2 separate regions of the Pan troglodytes genome follow, and region 2 is linked to region 1. The links are chromatin contacts, called in public HiChIP or PLAC-seq maps. All regions are on one chromosome and are shown on one strand. The core of a region is the stretch at or near the end of the contact, and the rest is flanking DNA. Distances in the headings are between cores, read along the strand shown. Region 1 holds the start of MFN1 (mitofusin 1). Region 2 holds the start of ACTL6A (actin like 6A).

Region 1 (6,663 bases), core at 284-2,783:
GTTTATATTTTAATTCTTTTCCTTCTTTGTGTTTACTCTCCTGGCTTTTTGGTAATATGTGTGTTCCACACACACACAAAAGCAATGGATTAAATTTCTTATTACTTACTATATTAAACATTTAATTACCGTGCTATAATTTATAGCCTGTAATATGTCACTCTTGCTTTAAAATGCAGTAATTATATTAAATATAATTATTAAGTACAGAACTAATAAAAGGATACCATCATGATTTTTAAAATTCAAACAGAGTAAAAGTTCCCTTTGAGACTACCTATGCTCAGAACTGATGGATTAGCTGGCACGACCCAGACCGATAAACTGGCTCATCTGACCTAGTGTCCCCCAACCCAGGAACTGACTCGTGCAGAAAGACAGCTTCCACTCCCTGTGATTTCATCCCTGGCCAATCAGCACTCCTGGCTCAGTTGCCTCCCCCAACCCACCAAATTGTCCTTAAAAATTCTGCTCCCCAGTGCTGCTCGGGGAGACTGATTTCAGTAATAATAAAACTCCAGTCTCCCATACAGCCGGCTTTGCGTGACTAAGTCTTTATTTGCAATTCCCCTGTCTTGTATCAGTTCTGGCTAGTCAGCGGGCAAGGTGAAGGCTTTCCTTGGGCGGTTACCATCCGAAGCTTTAATTTTAAGTATAATGGCAAGCTGTTGGAAAGCTTTTTTTTTTTTTTTTTTGTTTTTGAGATGGAGTCTGGCTCTGTCGCCCAGGCTGGAGTGCAGTGGCGCGATCTCGGCTCACTGTAACCTCCGCCTCCCGGGTTCAAGCAATTCTCTGCCTCAGGCTCCTGAGTAGCTGGAACTACAGGCGCCCGCCACCACCACGCCCGGCTACTTCTTGTATTTTTAGTAGAGACGGGCGTTCGCCGTGTTAGCCAGGATGCTCCCGATCTCCTGACCTTTTGATCCGCCCGCCTCGGCCTCCCAAAGTGCTGGGATTACAGGCGTGAGCCACCCCGCCCGGCCTGGAAAGCTTTTTAAGTTCGGAAAGTAATACGATCTGGATTTCTTTTCTTTTGTCATTTATTTATTTATTTATTTGAAAAAATGTCTCGCTCTCTTGCCCAGGCTGGAGTGCAGTGGCACGATAAATCACAGTTCGCTGCAGCCCCGGGCCCAAACAATCCCCCCGCCTCAGTCTCCGAAGTAGCTGGGACCACAGGTGTGTGCCACCACGCCTCGCTAAGTTTTTAATTTTTTTTTAATTTTTCATTTTTTAATTTTGTAGAGACGGGGAGGAGGAAGCGGGTCGGGGGCCGAGGGGGGCGCCTCCCTATGTTGCCCAGCCTAGTCTCGAACTCCTGAGCTTAAGAGATATCCCGCCCCTTCGGTCTCCCAAAGTGCTGGGATTATAGGCGTCAGCCACCACCATCATTGGAAGCTAGCTAAGCCTAGGCTGGGCAGAGACTTGGACACTTTGAGGGGAGAAGGGAGGGGAAGAAGTTGGAAGGGGGAACGGAAAACCACTCTCCTGGTAGCAGTCTCTGCCCACAACAAACCTTGCCTTCTGCCCTTAAGGAAAATGGCGCCTGGCATAGATGCGCTTCCGGCCACGGAGCCAAACAGAACAGAGGAGGCAAGAGGCCGGAAGTGACCGCCCTTTGCCACTCCCCCTGCCTCCTCTCCGCCTTTAACTTCTCGGGAAGATGAGGCACTTTGGCATCTGTGGCCGAGTTGCTGTTGCCGGGTGATAGTTGGAGCGGAGACTGTGAGTGCCGGCTGCCTCGACAGAACGTTAACGACGCTCGGAGTGACCTTCGAGCGACTGGGGACTGGGGGCGGGAGTCGTGCATGCAGCGTTGTGTGACGAGGTGCCGCCCGCCGCGGTCCTGTGGGAAAGGAGAGAGCCAACTGTCGGGCGAACGGGGCTGGCGGCCGAGTCGAGCCCACGGAGCCCACGAGGCCGTGCTCGGGGGTGGGATTGGGGGATCCGGACCTGGACGGTCGTGCGCGGGGCGGGGGTGGGCTCTGGCCCTGACTCCTGCGCCCGGTGTGGGAAGGTGGGAGGCCTTTTCTAAGGCAGGTGTTCACACCGGCCGGACCGGGGCGTTACCCCCACCCGGCTTTTCCCACGCAGCTCCTTCGCGCGGTCATTTCTTGACTCTCTGGAAGAATCCGCCTTCTTTATGGCCACTGTTCCTTTCCATGTACACACCAGGATTAGACCGTGATTGTTTGTCTTTGGTGTCTTTTTCTTGAGAAACCACCTATGCTTTCTTAAACTTATAGTCCTTGAAGTTTCTGGTACTTTGGCTGGAAGCGTTAATGCCCTCTTGAAGCCTTACCTTTCTAAATGTCAGCCTCACATTGTGATCTTAGAATTTTATTTCCTCACTCTGCATATCCACTCCTACTCACCTAGAGCTTCAGGTTGAGAAACTTAGTAACTTCGTTATTGTTTGTGAATTTGGCTTCGTCTCACTAACCCTGTTCCCTGATGTACTTTAGAGTCACATGCAGTGACAAACTTAGTCACAATTAGTTTCGTCTTCACCGAAGGGAAATTGAGTAGAAATTGCAACCAAGATTTTGGCTAATAGATTTCACTTATTTTAGTGAAATATCATTCAAAAGTCGTCTCTAATTGTCTGACTAGAACACTCCCAAAAAAGAATTACCTAAAAACATTTTGCCAGCATAATTTATTTCATTGGGGAGTTGATGAATGTCACTGGTGTGTCATCAGTTTGCATGTCTATCATCCACTTTAGTTGGTGCTTTTCTAACTTTATCTCCCTCTAGTAGCATAATGGCAGAACCTGTTTCTCCACTGAAGCACTTTGTGCTGGCTAAGAAGGCGATTACTGCAATCTTTGACCAGTTACTGGAGTTTGTTACTGAAGGATCACATTTTGTTGAAGGTTAGTTCTTCTTAAGTTTTTAAAGTAATTACTGTTGAAAATATATAAAAGTGCTTATTCTTTCAACGTGTTATTGAACACATGTATAGGGCATTATACTGTATACTATGAGAAGTACTATAATGAATAAAACCCCTTTCTAACCTCCAGAAGGGGAAAATTAAATGGTATTAATAACAACTAAGAACTTTAGTATATTAATAGCTCATTTAATTTTCATCACCACTAGGTGATGAGAAATAGCTATGTTAATAGTTCATTTAATTTTCATCACCACCATCTGTCATTTTAAAGATGAAGAGACCAAGTCAAAGAAAAGTTAAACAGTTTGCCCAAGATCACACAGCTAATAAGTGCCCAGACAAAAAATCAGGCAGTCCACATTTAACCATTATACTTGTCTCCTCCCCAATTTAGCAGTTAAGCCAAGACCTCAGACATATCTCATTCTCTCAAATGAGGCTGAATTGCAGTGGAAAGGGGGAAAAAGGAGTTTCATAACTGTTAAAGGTGATGAGGAATGTCATGTCTTACTAGGGAATACTTCTTTTTTTTTTTTTTTTTTTTGAGACAGAGTCTTGTCTTGTTGCCCAGGCTGGAGTGCAGTGGCATGTTCTCGGCTCACTGCAGCCTCCACTTCCTGGGTTCAAGCGATTCTTCTGCCTCAGCCTCCCAAGTAAATGGGACTACAGTGCACGTGCCACCATGCCTGACTAATTTTTGTATTTTTAGTAGAGACAGGGTTTCACCATATTGGCCAGGCTGGTCTCGAACTCCTGACCCCATGATCACCTCTCTTGGCCTCCCAAAGTGCTGGGATTACAGGTGTGAGCCACCACACCCGGCCGGGAATCCTTCTTTGGAGATAACTGTTGAAATTTTTTTCTGGTTCTTAAGATTATGTACCTCTCGGCCAGGCGCCCTGACTCACACCTGTAATTCCAGCACTTTGGGAGTCCAAGATCGGCAGATTACCTGAGGTTAGGAGTTCAAGACCAGCCTGATCAACATGGTGAAACCCTGTCTGTACTAAAAATACAAAAATTAGCTGGGCCTGGTGGCGGACGCCTGTAATCCTAGCTACTCAGGAGGCTCGGGGAGGGAGAATCGCTTGAACCCGGGAGGCAGAGGTTGCAGTGAACCGAAGTCGCCCACTGCACTCCAGCCTGGGTGACAGAGTGAGACTCCATCTCAAAAAAAGAAAAGATTATGCACCTCTCAACTATACAATGGAAAGGGAGGGATTCTGTAAATTTTTCCAGCGACAGTGGGGAAACCTTTGGTAGATTGGAAATCAAACTTTTTTTTTCATGTCTCTCCCAACCCTCTCTTACCATATTTTGAGCTCCTTTAGGGCAGGAGCCTGGGATTCATTGTATTCCTAGCACCAGACTTGACACAATTCAATGCTGAATGAGAAAAAAAAAATAGTAGTATAGAATCTTTGTTTCCAATTAGGAAATAATTTGAGCTGGCACAGTTGACTTTAAAAAAATTTTTTTTTCTAAAAATAATAGGAAGTGAAAATGAAGTTAAATGTGTATTGTGCGTGTTATAGATCATGCATCATGCTAGGCACTAGTGAAATGGCAGCTTTAGAATCTAAATTCAGTTGTACAGGTTTTAGAACCTCAGTAAAAATGTTGCAAAAAGGAGACAAAGCAAATAAATCGAGAGAAACATACAAGAGCAAAAATAAAATGAAAAGCAAAAATAAATGTAATGATACTTAAACCAGTCTGTCCATTATTCACCAAATTGCACATATTTTATTAATGCATTAGAAAAGTATGGTGAGATATGAGAAGCTTAATTGGATGTGCACTGGAGAAGTTTTAAGTGGCAGTGTTTGTCTCTAATTAGGGTCATTCAGATAGCCAGATGAATCTTTGTTTTTGTTTTTGTTTTTTTGAGACGATGTCTCACTCTGTGGCCCAGGTTGGAGTGCAGTGGCACCATCTCGGCTCACTGCAAACTCTGCCTCCGGATTCAAGTGATTTCCAGCTAATTTTTGTATTTTTAGTAGAGATGGTGTTTTACCATATTGTTCAGGCTGGTCATGAACTCCTGACCTCAAGGGATCTGCCCACTTTGGCCTCCCAAAGTGCTAGGATTATAGGCGTGAGCCCCCATGCCCACATGAATCTTCATGTCTTTACCTTCAAAAAGAGGTGATAAGAATGTAAACATCAGGTTATCTCCTATTCCTGAGTTATAAACAAAACTGAAAGATTTTTCTATTTTTTAAACCCAGGCTTTTTCAACTACCTCCAGCCATGGAGGAGAGGTGAGGGCTGGGATGTGTGGTTAAACCCTAAACCTAATGAGAGTGAGAGTGGGATACAATCTGATGAGATCAAGTGCATTCAGGGTGGTATGGCTGTAGACGGGATACAACCTGTAATTCTCTTTCTTCTCTGTCTTTGTGTTAAGTGAGCTGTTTCACCTCATCCCTGGGGGAAGCAGATAGAACATGGTAAAGTAGCAAGGTCTTTCCTAGCTTGGAGACCTTGCACCGTATCTTAATTTCTGAGGGGCTCCTATTCAAACCTCACTTTTTTCTCTCAGTATGTGGCTCCCCCTTCTGAGCTCAAGATCTGAAGATCCATTCAGTCAGGTTGGAACAATAATAGGTCAGTGTTAGGTTCTAGTTTCTCTCTTTAGAAACGTATTCTTGTCTCAAGGGTAGCTTGTATGTTTGAGACCTAGAAGTCCACTTTTGACTGTGCCCTTGCAACTTTTAATATTCTTGAAATTCTTTTGGGCGGGATTCTTGTGACCCATTGCCACGGAGTATGCACCTTTTACCAAACATTGAGATGCTGTGGGTGGCATGTTAACATAAAGCAAAAATACATACAATCTTAGGTATTCCATCATATAACTAACTTAATATTCATTTATATCACTTTTCTAATGCCATTTCAATTTTGCAGCAACATATAAGAATCCGGAACTTGATCGAATAGCCACTGAGGATGATCTGGTAGAAATGCAAGGATATAAAGACAAGCTTTCCATCATTGGTGAGGTGCTATCTCGGAGACACATGAAGGTGGCATTTTTTGGCAGGTAATTATTTATTATTACTTCTAAGATTAGTTTCCAGGAATCAGCTTTGTGTCTGATGTTTCAACAAGTAATATTTCTCCCATCCTTCCCCAGCCCCGCAAGTTTCTGCCTGTGTTGAATGTTAAAGCTGTTAGTTAGCATGTGAAAGAATTTGTGCATTTTACCTCCTGGTATAAAATGAAGCTTTATGAAAGTCAATCATATTTTTACCTTTTAATGATTCTCATCTCTAAGAATTGGCTCATAGACAGTTTTAAGAATGGAAATATAGATAAATGATAAGCATACTTTGTGTTTTACTCTTTTAAGTTTACTTGATTATGTGAAAGTTTCAGAAGCTAGGATGAAATCACTTTGTCATACCTAGACAGGCCTAGAAGGAAAGAGGCTCTTGTCTGAGATAACTATTTCCAAGGACTTTCTAGAAATTCTTTCAAATCTCCTGCTTTGATAAGACTTATCAATAAACATACTTTAGGACTGCCTTAATTCAGATAAAATGTTTTCAGGAGAGTTCTTGCCCAGTAATGGCATCTCCACCAATGAACTGACAATAACTGGCGTTGAACCTCTGGAACCAAATAACTCTTGTTTCTAGGCAGCTTATGTAAATCTCTTTGCTAATAGAAACTCCTCTTACCCTCACTGAATGCACTGGTATGCCATTCCATGCATTCCAGATTATAATCTTTATTTTTGATTCCCAAGTAAAC
Region 2 (6,302 bases), core at 724-3,223, 210 kb after region 1:
CCCAGGCTGGTCTTGAACTCCTGGCCTCAAGCGATCCTCCTGCTTGGACCTCCCAAAGTGCTAGGATTACAGCTGTGAGCCACCATGCCCAACCTGTCACATATTATTCTTTAAAATATTTTTAAAAATAATTTAAAAACAGAAATAATCATTCTTAGCTCAAGGCCAAAAAAAAAAAAAAAAAAAAAGGCAGTCTTCCCACCTGCTTCCCCTTTTCCCCACCTCCCCTCCCCACCCCACACACAAAAGACTGGATTTGGCCCTAGTGCCATAGTGTGCTGACATCTGCATTATCTCACTGGGTTAATAGGGCTTTTCTAAATGGTCAGATATACTATGATTATATTGTCAAGTGAATGGGAAAGAGTTTTCCCGCTAGCCTTTTTTCCCACCCTACTGCCTCATCACTTTCTGCCACCCTCTGCCACTGAGACTGATGGGGTTTTAGTCAATAGTTTCTAAGGTTAAAAGTAGGCACTGCATGTCTAGACTCTAGACAAGGATCAATTACAAGGATAGGCAGCAATCTTAAGGGTTTGAGCGCTGGAGTGTCCTGATCGGGTTTGGGCGTTTTCACAGATGAAGCTCCCTTGATCAAGAGTGGCAAAGGGACAGAGCAACAAGTTGTTGCAGTAATCTGGGGATAAAGGAAGGTGATCTGGACTAGGCTGGTAGAAATAGGGGACTAAGACAGGCTGTTTTTGGGATGCCTATTTAGGATTGGGTGCTTGCTTGAATGAAGATTGATTAGCTGTTTTAAATACCTCTCACAGGATAAAAGAAATTGATTTTTTTTTTTTTTTTTGAGACAGAGTCTTGCTCTGTCGCCCAGGCTGGAGTGCAGTGGCGCAATCTCGGCTCACTGCAACCTCTGCCTCCCGGGTTCAAGCGATTCTCCTGCCTCAGCCTCCTGCATAGCTGGGACTACAGGCCCGGCTACTTTTCTCATTTTTAGTAGACACAGGGTTTCACTGTGTTGGCCAGGCTGGTCTCGAACTCCTGACCTCGTGATCTGCCCGCCTCGGCCTACCAAAGTGCTCGGATTACACGCATGAGCCACCACGCCCGGCCTGAAATTTTTTTTTTTTTAAAGAAATGAGTAAGTTTTTTAATAGTTTTTAAAGCGCTACCTAGGTTTAGCTGGGATAACGCATAATTTCATTCTTCTTTTACTTACTAATAACCATTTTAAAAATTGCAAGATCCTATCAATTTGTCTGATTTACTGATTCCCCTATCCCAAAGTGGAGCGCAAAATTTTTATTTTTTCAACATAAAAGTTAGTTTAAAATACTTTTTCTGAAGAAAAAAAGAAAGAAATCCGCATTCCCCACAGTCACTGGACAGGAATCTCGGCGTGGAGACACCCGTTCAATTTCCAAGGGTCTACCTTCCCCTACCTGGGTTCCCGCCGCTCCTCAGCGCCCAGACGCACCTCCTAGTCCCGCCCCCATGCTTCTTCCAGCCTTCCTCCTTCTTCTCCCACTGCCTCCGCCCATTCCCTCGCCCACCCGGGAAGCTCCGCCCCCTCCAGCTCCGCAACCCAACTCCTTCTGTCCTGCTGTCGCTTTCCTCTTTCCCGCCCCCATGGCTGCCTTCGATTGGCTAAACCTGCTGGGCCGCGGCGGGGATGCGGCGCAGCCGCATTCTGATTGGCTAGACTTAGGCCTGGACCCTAGTGATTGGCTGATGAGAGGAGCCAGCAAGTGTGGCTGAGCTCCGGGGTGTGTGGACGCCGCTTTGTTGCCTGAGGGGGGTGGCGGTGGAAGTTAAGGGAGTCAGGGGCTATCGCTCCTCGAGACTTGCAGTCGCGGCCACTGCAGTCATTCGCCAGTTAGCCCTTAGGGTAGGAGTCGCGCCGGCAGCAGCCATGAGCGGCGGCGTGTACGGGGGAGGTGAGTGAGTGCGGCCGGACGAGAGAGCGCGCCTTTTCGGCGTGTGGGGTTTGTAACCGCCGCTCCCAGCCCTCCCCTCCCCGGCGTTCCCTTCCGGTCTCCCCCTCTCGGGACCCCGGCCTCCCCGCCCCGTCCCCGCCCCACGCTCTGCCCGCCCCCGGAGCCCACCCGGCTCGCCGTGCTCCTCGGGCGCCCTGAAGTGGCGGCTCTCTGTGGCCTCTTCCTGCCTCTGTCCCCGGAGGAGCAGGGTTTTGGGGTGCGCGCTCGGTTCTCTAGGGAGCCTCGGGGCTGGGCGGGAGGCTCAGTCTAGCCGGCCGCCGGGCCCCGGCTTGGGTGACCGCCCCAGGGTCGCATCTCCCCGAGTGCCTCCTGGACTCAGCTGTGTCGGGACGCGTGTGCGCGCGCCTAAACTTGGAAGGTCCCGGCGGTTTGCAAGCGTGGACGGAGGGTTCCCAGAGTGTCCCATAGGTGGCAAAGCGAGCCTCAAGCCGTAGAACTGACTAGGGAAGCGGCGGCCACTTAGGGTACTGCCTCCTCCCCGTCTGCGCCCCATGCGCGAGCTGCCTCACCTTTCAGTAACTCCTGCCGGTTTGTTGGCTGCGGAGTCTCCAGAGTGACTCGTGGGCGGGTCTGTTTGAGATCAATTCAGGAGCACGTGTAATTTAAGGATGCCCAGAAAGTTTGCTGGGGGTCCTAGGCGTGTTATTTTTTCACTTTCTTTGATTAGACTGTGGTGTGGTAGAAACATTACCAGGTGCCGGGGGTTACAGACCTGGGTTGAAATATCCACCTCACTCTTTATTAAGCGCTTTGGTCTTGGGCAGTTTATGTAACTTTCCAACTTCAGGCCTCATTTATGGAATAATTCCTAGCCGATGGGGGTGGGCATGAAGGTTAAATGAAATAATGCTGCATTTGCCACTTAAAGTCTGGCCCATGGACCAGCAGTGTCAGCATCACCTGCAAGCCTGTTAGAAATGCAGGATCTCACGCGTCATTCAAAATCTACTGATTTAGAGCCTCCATTTTTGCAAGATCTGCAGGTTAATTGAAACACTGATACATATAATTCATGTGTTGGGTTGTGTTTGATGAGTTAGAGACCCAGAACACAAATCCAGACTATTGCTATTGTTACTATGTCTAATAGTGATGCTGTTTCTATAAAGGATGTCATTTTACAGGTAGGAAACAACAAAAATAAGATTTTTCCTTCATGTCCCCCAAGAAAATCACATCACCCCTAAACTTGGAAGGAGAAAAACATTAAAGTCCTCAAAAAAAAAAAAAGCCTTTTTAGTAGAGTAGAGGTTCGATTCTTGAGGATTTTTATAGACTAGAAATTGCATCCTAGGTTTTAAACATCCAGAACTCTGTGGTTCTATTAAGCCTCCTGCCTCCCATGGCCACTCTCCTACTTTGGGTTCATGGGGCTTGATTTTTAATGAAGCAGGGTACAGGAATTAGATGTATCTCCCATCCTGGAAAAGGAACAGATGTAAAATTCTGAGAATTTAGAGTCTTAAATTAAAATTCCACCATATCCAGTTTACTAAACTAATTAGGACAGGAAAATGAGCTGATATGTTGGATTTTTTCTATTTCACAAAAATGTTTTTTGAGTACTTGCTATGTGGCAGGTATAGGCTCTTGTCATCAAGAAGCTCAGTCTTGTAGATGAGTCTGTTAGGTAAATAGACACCGTATTTCACTGATTCTTCGTTGTACATTTTTCCCCACATTTAAACAGCTGAAGTTGGAATATGTCTTTTTTTTTTTTTTTAATAGAGATGGGTCTTGAACTCCTGAGCTCAGGTGGTCCTCCCACCTCAGCCTCCCAAAGTGCTAGGATTACAGGTTTGAGCCACTGCCCCCAGTCAGAATATGTCTTAACAGTGCTGGCGTGGCAGAGTTTAATTGCCATATTATTTTGTTAGTGATGCAGGAAATAGTGGTGCATCATGTAGTTGATAGCATCTTATATTGATCAGAAATGGTAACTGTAATTCAATGAGAGATGTTCATTGATAACAATATGCAGAAGGGGCCAGGTGCGGTGTAATCCCAACACCTTGGGAGGCCGAGGCGGGCGGATCACTTGAGGCCAGGAGTTCAAGACCAGCTTGGCCAACATGACAAAACCCTGTCTCTACTAAAAATACAAAACTTAGCCAGGCGTGGTGGCGCATGCCTGGAGTCCCAGCTGCTGGGGAGGCTGAGGCACAAGAATCGCTCGAACCTGGAACTGCACTCCAGCCTGGGTGACAGAGCGAGACTCTATCCTAAAAAAAACAAAAACAAACATATATATATATGTGTGTTATATATGTTATATATATTACATATGTTATGTTGTATATATTATATATTTTATATGTTATATATGTCTCATATATATACATATATAGAGAGAGAGTGCAAAGGTAGCTCAGAGAATAAAGTTATTGATTCTGTGTGGTGGAGTCAAGGGACTTTACAATAGAGGTAATGGGGATGATGGAGGAGGAGTGGAAAGGGACAGCATATGCAAAGGTTAGCTGAGTGAGAGTATGTGGTGTGTTCAGGAGATGACATATTACCCAGTAAGTTAGTGTATGAGGCAGGAAGTGAGACTGCTACCAGATTTTGCTACACCTTGAATTTCAACTGGCTAGAGTGATTTAAATTTTATCAAATACAGTGATGAGAAACCACGGAATGATTCACCCCCTAATTTTTTTTGAAGGATTTATGTACCAAAATAATGACAGTTACAGTATTGAAAGATCACAGTGCAGCAGTTGGAAGGGTGGATTTAAGAGGCAAAGAGGTGGAGGCACAATATCTGTAGGGAATTGTAGTTTCCCGGTTGAGATAAGAGCTTGATTGAAGGCAGTGGCAATGGTATTAAAAAGGAGGGGATTTGAGAAATACTTAGCAGAAATATTTGGCAGAACTTGAAAGATGGAGGTGTTCACAAAAACTCTCAGGTTTTTGCCAGTGCAGACTGGTGGTCAGCAATGTGTTAGGCAATACTGAGATCAGCAGTGCTTCAGATGTGTTGAATTTGAGATACCCATGAGACATCAGATGCAATTATGTTGATGTACAGTGAAAAGTTCAGGATATGGATGTAGACACTGGTTAGAGCTTGAGAGAGAGAGAGATCTGAGATTGGAATTATCAGTATTTAGGTAGAAGTTGAAGCTATAGGAGTAGAATATATTACCCAGGAAAGGGTAAATTAGGGAAGGAGCTCCTAACATAGGGTTTGTGGCCTTCCCAAAGTTTCCATGGTAGAACTATATTTTATTATAATTGGCTTCTTTTATAAACATTTAAAAACATTCTAAGAAGGGATTCATAGTTTCCTAAACTGTATTAGTTTGTAGGGCTGCCATAATAAAGTACCACAGTCTGTGTGGCTTAAACAACAGAAATTAGTTTTCTCACAATTCTAGAGGATAGAGGTAGATCTAAGTGTCAGCAGAGTTGGTTTCTTCTGAGGTCTGTCTCTGTGTGTAGATGGCCATCTCCTCCTCTGTCTTCACATGGCCCTCCCTCTGTACAAGTCCAAGTCTGAATTTTCTGTCTTTGTTGTTGTTGTTGTTGTTGTTGTTGTTTTTGAGACGGAGACTTGCTCTGTCACCCAGGCTGGAGTGCAGTAGCACGATCTTAGCTCATTGCAGCCTCCGCCTGCCGGGTTCAAGCAATTCTCCTGCCTCGGCCTCCAGAGTAGCTAGGACTACAGGTGCGTACCACCACGCCCGGCTAATTTTTCGTATTTTGGGTAGAGTTGGGGTTTCACCATGTTGGCCAGGATGGTCTTGATCTCCTGACCTCATGATCCACCCGCCTCTGCCTCCCAAAGTGTTGGGCTTACAGGTGTGAGCCACTGCGCCCTGCCTGAATTTTCTCTTAAAAACATCACTGATACTGGATTAGGACCCAATCTAATGATTTCATTTTAACTTAATTACTTCTTCAAAGATTCTGGTTTCACCGGGCATGGTAGCTCACGTCTATAATCCTAGCACTTTGGGAGGCCAAGGCGAGTGGATCACCTGAGGTGTGGAGTTTGAGACCAGCCTGGCCAACATGGGGAAACCCCATGTCTACTAAAAATATAAAACCTAGCCGGGCTTGGTGGCCAGCAGATGTAATCCCAGCTACTCAGGAGGCTGAGGCAGAAGAATCACTTGAACCCTGGAGGTGGAGGTTGCAATGAGCTGAGACTGTGCCATTGCACCCCAGCCTGGGCGACAAGAGTGAAACTCTGTCTTAAAACATAAAAATAAAGAAAGAAAGAAAGAATAAAGACTCTGGTTTCAAGTACAGTCACATTCTGAGGTACTAGGGGTTAGGATTTTGACATATGAATTTTAGGGGGGCACAATTCAGTCCACAACACTGTCATAAGGGTCCATA

Evidence for each region. HiChIP or PLAC-seq counts read pairs in DNA pulled down with a chosen protein or histone mark.
Region 2: a contact with region 1 is called in an H3K4me3 HiChIP or PLAC-seq map of stem cell-derived excitatory neurons, with 4 times the contacts expected there. The contact joins the promoter of ACTL6A here to the promoter of MFN1 in region 1. A contact is called at or near these places in 1 of 7 Hi-C or Micro-C datasets (induced pluripotent stem cells) and 1 of 1 datasets of contacts at active chromatin or transcription factors (stem cell-derived excitatory neurons).

Annotation. Positions count from the first base shown.
Region 1 is chr2:182,524,502-182,531,164 of NHGRI_mPanTro3-v2.0_pri, forward strand. It overlaps MFN1 (mitofusin 1), which reads left to right and starts at 1,534. Exons shown (of 19, transcript XM_063807365.1): 1 at 1,534-1,725; 2 at 2,760-2,878; 3 at 5,815-5,950. The coding sequence starts at 2,767.
Region 2 is chr2:182,738,551-182,744,852 of NHGRI_mPanTro3-v2.0_pri, forward strand. It overlaps ACTL6A (actin like 6A), which reads left to right and starts at 1,974. Exons shown (of 14, transcript NM_001271671.1): 1 at 1,974-2,419. It overlaps LOC134809503 (a long non-coding RNA gene), which reads right to left and starts at 1,523. Exons shown (of 2, transcript XR_010155386.1): 1 at 1,401-1,523.